Regions from separate parts of the Danio rerio genome. Here region 2 is linked to region 1. The links are chromatin contacts, called in public HiChIP or PLAC-seq maps. All regions are on one chromosome and are shown on one strand. Each heading gives the region's core, a stretch centred on a gene start, on an enhancer-like site or on the middle of the called end of the contact. The rest is flanking DNA. Distances are from core to core; before and after follow the strand shown. Region 1 holds the start of adam28 (ADAM metallopeptidase domain 28). Region 2 holds the start of ppp3cca (protein phosphatase 3, catalytic subunit, gamma isozyme, a).

What was found. HiChIP or PLAC-seq counts read pairs in DNA pulled down with a chosen protein or histone mark.
Region 2: an H3K4me3 HiChIP or PLAC-seq map of gastrula embryo shows a contact between it and region 1, with 4 times the contacts expected there. The contact joins the promoter of ppp3cca here to the promoter of adam28 in region 1. A contact is called at or near these places in 2 of 4 datasets of contacts at active chromatin or transcription factors (embryo and gastrula embryo).

What each region holds. Positions count from the first base shown.
Region 1 is chr5:28,504,020-28,507,515 of GRCz12tu, forward strand. adam28 (ADAM metallopeptidase domain 28) reads left to right here and starts at 1,407. Exons shown (of 9, transcript NM_001076718.1): 1 at 1,407-1,492; 2 at 2,758-2,843; 3 at 3,139-3,212; 4 at 3,422-3,496. The coding sequence starts at 1,432.
Region 2 is chr5:28,599,988-28,603,632 of GRCz12tu, forward strand. It overlaps ppp3cca (protein phosphatase 3, catalytic subunit, gamma isozyme, a), which reads right to left and starts at 1,861. Exons shown (of 13, transcript NM_001166628.1): 1 at 1,109-1,861. The coding sequence starts at 1,163.

The DNA.
Region 1 (3,496 bases), core at 157-2,656:
TAGACTTTGATTCAGATTTTAACTTTAAAGCTCAAATGTGATTTAATCACAATTGCATTTATTAATCTGAAGAACACTAAAGAAAGACCCTTACTCTCTCTAAGCAATTCCAAACTATAAATGCAAGCATTTATAACTATCAGGCATGATAATTGTAATTACCCTCTCACAGGTCTCTCAAACAATACAATTATTCAACTACAACTAAAACAAAATACTGCTCCTAGAATATTGACTAAATCTAAAAAGGAAGATCATATTTTACCTGCATTAATGTCGTTGTACTGGTTACCTTTGAGATTTTGATATAAAAATTAGATTACAAGGCACTGCTTTGACTTGCTGCAGACTTTCTTTCATATATGTTTGAAGTTTACGAACCCAGAAGGACTCTTGGATCTGCAAGTTCTGTTCTTTGAACTATACATTAGAGTAGAACTAAAGAAATTTAGTGATGCTGCCTTTAGTCGTCATGAAACAACCTTGATGACCTGAAAGCATTAACATTTCTGAGTCCAAATGAAAAACATGTTTTCAGTCTAGCTTTCATGTAAAATCTTATAAAATGTATGTTTTATTTGTACGTATATTAGATGTATTATCAAATGTTGTATAATCATATGTTTTTTTTTTATTATTATTTTAAATGTATTAGTTATTTCTTTCTTGTAAAGCACTTTGAACTGCATTAACCTATTAGGAACAGTGCTTGCTTTGCTTAACATCAGAAGAGTTAAGAAAACAATATTTGGTGGAAACATCATTTTTAATTGGTCTTTATTTTCCCCTTTGCTGTCTTTACTATTGACAGATGCATAGCCATTTCATGTACAGTACACAAACGAAGTCACTTAGATACCTTTGCTATTATACAATTAGTTTCTCTGTATGTGCTATGAGGTATAGGCACTGTTTTGAACCTCTTTTAACGGTAATTTGAGTTTCAGTGTTCACATCAGAATCAGCCTGTGCTCGAGTTGTTTTTAGAAAACAGTCGTGCAACATAACAGAACTGCCTGTACTTATCCACTTGATAGTAAAAAGAGCAGCTGTTTAAATGGTTAATTAATGGATAATTATTTTAAATGACAGAAGCTTGGGTGTTTAGGACCAAACATGGAAAGTTAGCAAAGTTTAGATATTTCCTCAAAGATACTTCCTCAAATATAACAAACAGACAGACACATCTACCACTAAGCAGGAATCAATGCGTCAGAGCCTGTCTGCATTTCTCTGTCACATTCTCTTTTCTCAGAGGCGTGTCTTAACAGGTCAACAAATCTTTTATACCTCTGTGTCATTTCCTGAAAGTCCATGTCTAGAGGTTAGACCGCTCTGTAAGGTGTGGTCTATGGCCTAAACTAGTCTCACGTCAACTATAAAACTTCACCTGACCAAAATCTCCTGTTTCAGTTGTTCTGAACACTGACAATGGCCCAAAGACATCTGATGTTGTGGATCTTCACTCTGTGTGTTTCACTGGATCCCTCAGGTAAGACACTGGATACACCAGTGACTCTACTTTACAATGACTGATTAACTTATCTGTGCTCAGCCAAGGGCTCTTCAACAATAACACTGCACTGCAACAACTGCAAGACTTAGATTACTGTATGTTGTGTTGAAGAGCATGTATGTTACAATCAGAAAGATAAAGTGTCAGATTTTAGATTTATAGAGCTTACTGTACATTGCTGAGGTATGTGAGGATTTTATTTGTACACATTCTAGACTTCACTGAATGTAAATAGTGCAAATTATTCATAATATATCTAATATCCCAGGTATGTTTAAATGTCAAAGACTTTTTTTAATATATATTCATGTTTAAAACTAAATTATTGCATATTTTCAGATGTTTCCAAAGATATATGAAATAAAATTAGTATGTCAATTCTGGTAAGCATGTAAATTGCAGCGTTTTTGTGTTGCATAGAAGTATAATGAAATACAATTGAACAATGTTGAAGTAATAATGCTAACAGTGTAAAGGTCTGGTCAATATACACACACCAAAGTCCCAAAATTAGTAAGTAATATAGTATTAACACTCTTCATCACGTAACTATAATATAAAGTTTAAATTATTCATTGTTATTTAATCTGCCTACACCTAGAATAGCAGTGTGTTTTGTTACCTCAGGCGCAATAGCAAAAACACCTTCTTGGTTAATGCAATTTCCTTGTGTCAGGAGTGAAAAAGTTGTGTGTTATTGCTGATGCTTATGCTACACCCATACTCTAAATTGAAAGGCCTATACTTAACTATTATTTGAAGAGTGTATTGTAGGTTTTGCTAAACTGGTAAAAAGATAACACTGGTATTTTAAAAAAACTACCATGTAAATATCTCTTTAATACTGATTGTTGTTACTGTTTAAACAGTTACACCTTAATAAACATTACCCAAACATGTTGTTAGGGGCAGACTGTAAAAATCACAGTAAAGCAAACATGCTTTAACAAAACAAGGATATCAATCTTGGCCAGAAAGTGTGTAGAACAGACATTGTCTATTGTTTTTTTCTACCTTAAAATAACAAATCTGGCATTGCTGTAGATACGTTTGTTGGCAGTTATCACTAAAATCAGCCATTCAAGTTTACACTTGTCCTTTCAATACAATATTTAGATCAGGTGAAACAGTTCTGAAATCTGAAAGCTGCATTCACAGCCTCTATATTAAAATCAAAATACTGAATGTCTGTATTTAATGAGTAATCTGTGATTCCTTGTGTGTTTGTCAATCTGCTACAGTTGGTCACATTCACGAACTACATGGCAAGGTTTATGAGATTGTACGACCAATAAGATTACATGATCTGCAAAAAAGAGACTTACAGGTGAGTTCTTATATACTCCCTAATACTACATACAGAATTATTAAACCCCTTTGATTTTTTTTTCTTTTTTAAATATTTCCCAAATGATGTTTCACAGAGCAATTATATTTTCACAGTATGTCTGATAATATTTTTTCTTATGGAGAAAGTTTTTTGTTTTATTTCAGCTAGAATAAACACATTTTTTAAAATTTTTATTTTAAATAAAAGTTAAAATTTTTTTTTTTGATAATTCTGACTTCAACTGTATATTTGAAACCTTTTATTCAAACTAATTAATTTCTTTCCTTTGCAGTCAAGACCGGATAGAGTGAAATATGCTATGACACTGGGTGGTAGAGACATTGAAATGCATCTCCAGAAAAACACGTACGTTCGTCTTCTCAGTTTCTCCCTTGTCATCATATCTGTATATCTTGTGATATTTAATATCTGCACATGTTGCAACTCCAAAAAAAAAAACTTCCTCATTATTACAGACGTATTTGTATCACATTACAACTGCAACACAGATTTACACACTGATTTGATCATAAACCTTTTTGCAATGGATCTGAGAAATGTGTGTTGGTCTACAGTGGCATGCTGACTAAAGACTACAGCGAGACCTACTACACTGACGATGGCATGCTTGTCACAACTACACCGGCAGA
Region 2 (3,645 bases), core at 611-3,110, 96 kb after region 1:
ATGAATACTAAAACCTGCAATGAGCAATTTTGATTAGTAGTTTAAAAGCAATCACATACTCTGCAAATGCCTTATTTTAGGCTTTTGGGGAGGTGATTGTGCAAGTACAGAGCTTCTAAGAGCTTCATTAAAGCCAATTCCAGATTGTTGAAAAAAAACAAAACCATAAAATGAATAGATTTGATGAGTACATTTATAGGGGGTGTTCTTCGTTACCGTTTTTGTCTGGTTGTCTAGAGTAAATATCTAAACACATTAATTAAACGTTAAAATACATTTATTAGGAAGGCAAAATTACATTAAATTAGCCGTCTTGTTTTCTGTAAAACTGATCAAAGTGAAGCAAGTATGTGATTGAAATAGACAAATATCCACCAATGGCCTCAAAACAATATTTTTAATTTAATTTGAAGTAATTTTCCTATACTCTTGAAAGATATATGAGCTTTATGTAGGTGTAAACACTCATTTTGTTTAATTTCTCAAAAACACAGGATAAAATTCTCTCAGATCATATCTTAAATTACACACATTTTGATTAAGAATGTTTATGTTGCAATATATATATATATATATATATATATATATATATATATATATATATATATATATATATATATATATATATAGTTTTTTTGTTGTTGTTTTTTTGCAGGCATCCAACATTTAATGGCTATGTAGGCTTTCTACTCTAAGTTAAGACCTTAAATAGAGAGAGGACGAATTAAGACTTTTAAGACCTGCAAAAAATCCTAAGGTAGACATAAATAATACCCTGCTTTGTGTTTAAATGGAGCATGAGAAATGCAACAATTTGCTGCCACCTTAGAAACATGTCAACATAAAAGATTGCAAAAAAAAAAAAAAAAAAAAAAAACTCTGGCATAGTTGCATTAACTGCTTGAAAATTGGGCAATCTAGATGCCATAATGACAAATGACAAGTAACGTTAAAGCAATGAACACACACAGGAGCAGCTGTCAAGGAATGATTCAGAGGAATCAAATAATTAGCGAACCAAACGATTCACCAAAATACCAAAGTCTGAATCCGTTAGATTCGAGCGTCTAGAGCCCGTTCACAGAACACAAACTGAGATTGAACTTACTTTTAATGATTCGCTCGGTGGTCGACAGCTTTTCTTTCGGCTCTTTCGTCGACATCTTCTCAGAGTTCAGTCAGGATTTATTAGCCAGCAAACGAGTAAAGATATCCTCCGTGTTTGCTGCTGCCAGTCAGAGCGAGGAGAGAGATCGCGAAGTGGCCAGCGACTCAGAAGAGTCCGAAAAACTGCTCAAAATTCACACCGACGAACCAGTTTAACACGCTAACACGGCTAATTTAGTCAACACTGAACAACAGTTGGCCACACGGGTCACAGGGCAGCATAATAACATCGCCAGCAGACACCGACTCGATCGCTTTCCCCCTTCGCTGGCTGACAGAAACACTATCACCGTCGTGCGCGGACAAACTAGTAGAATCGAGCCCGGTGTTTCCCTGCTGACATTAAACTGTCTATAAGCTGCAAACCGTCCTCGATGAGATAGCTTGGGCTCGAAGCAACGGGAGCCACCGACACAAGATGATTAGGGTTTGGTGCGCAATCTTGAACGTTAATCCGATTTTCCACTTTTCGGAGTCAGAACGTCAACTCGCCAGTTTAGCCACAGATTCGTGAGTCAGTTCGGCATAATAATAATAACGTGCCGAACCGCGCCGAATTGTCTTAATAAACATATGTCCTGTCGTCTGACAACAGCGATTGCGCGATCTACCCGCCCACTCGAGCTAACCATATGGCTAGCAGTAACTTCCAATCACACTCTCGTTCCCAGCTCCTCAGATTAAACGCTAATCTCTAAACCTCAAACGGATTTCCTGCAATATGGCGGAGCTGTGGCTCGCGACGCGATGGCGTAGGCCTGACGTCGCACGTACAACTTGACACGTGCAAAGCAGATGGTTAAATGGGTCGTGATGGAGGTCCCGCAAAACTTGAAAGAGTTCCGGAGGTCCCTCGGAGATCTTCGTGGCGAAGAAGGAAGCAGAAAAAAAACTTCAGAGATAAAGCAACCCAGTTAATGTGACAATGTACACTGAAAGTCATAATGTAGGCCTGTGGTAAAATGGAGACACTTTAGGACACAGTTGATATTTTTTTTAGTTAAAGATTCTTACTGGTCACCAGATCATAACTTAACATATTGACCGACAGATCATCACATTTGTGCCGCAAACTTCAGGACTTAGATGACAAATGATCAAACAAACATATGAATGGGTTTGAGATTCACTTAATGTCGAAGGTCATCTAAAGGGGTTTCTGCAGTGATTACAAGATTTTGCGTGAAATGAAGGGGGTTTCAAACTACTTCATGAATGTGTTACTTTTATTTTATTGTAACTTTTATTGTATTGTATGCATGGTAAGTGTTGATCTTAGGTAAGACATCATGTTTACTTTTATTTACAAAAAAAGAAAACATGTCCACATAATATATTAACTATTTATATTAATATTCATTTACCTTCAGCTTATTTATCTGGTGTTGCCACAGTGGAATAAACCGCCAACTATTCCAGCATATGTTTTATGCGCGCACCGGATGCCCTTCCAGCCACAACCTATTACTGGGAAACGCTCACTCATACACTGTGGACAATTAAGTTTATTCAATTCACTATTAATCACGCATGTCTTCTAACTGTGGGGGAAACCGGAGCACAAACCCATGCGAACACGAGGAGAACATGCAAACTCCATACAGAAATGCGAACTAGGAACTAGCAACCTTCATAGCTACCTACTGAGCCACTGTGCCACCCTTGTATTAATATAATGAGAAAAAAACATCTGAAATTGCTTTCTTTGTCATATTAATACTTTCTAAAATGTGGAAACATGTTACTTTTGGGTATAGTAAACGAAAGATGACAGCATAAGTAAATAAAGCAAAAAAGTAAGAATGTAAAAAAATACATTTTTAATGAAGTAATATTTATGAAATTTCATAATATTTGTTGAAGCATGTTAATCAAGTAGTGTAATGCTAACTTAAATACTTGTACTAAATATGTGCAGCCAAAATATTAACATTCAGCATTTCATTTTATATTAAATTTAATCATTTGATTCTACTTTCTATAACTTATCAGATATTAAGGTTAATAATTTTAGCTTTAATTCTTATTTTTGCCAAACATCTAAAACAAACAAAAAAAAATGTTAAGTCTTAGATATGCCAGTCTGATCTCATGAAGAAACCTAATATTTTACATTTTGTAAGTTTAGTGGCTAATTCGTATACAAATTAATACTACTTCAGTCGTATAAAAATGTACAATTTTAAAAAGGAGGCTTGGCACCCAACCCCACCCCTTAACCCAACCATCATTGGGGGATAAGCTAATGGTACGAACAAGATCACAAATACAAATTCATATGAATTAGCCCAAATCAAAAAGTTACGAATTGCAGTGAGATTGTGTTGTATATGCGATTGACCTTTTATTGAAATCCAACTAACATAATGGCATTGTAAAAGCAAAACATTTCTCAGGCAGCATAAATAATTTAATAAAAATACGAATTGTCTTCGTTCATTATCAGCATTCCAGATGTGGGGATTCCCAATATGTGAT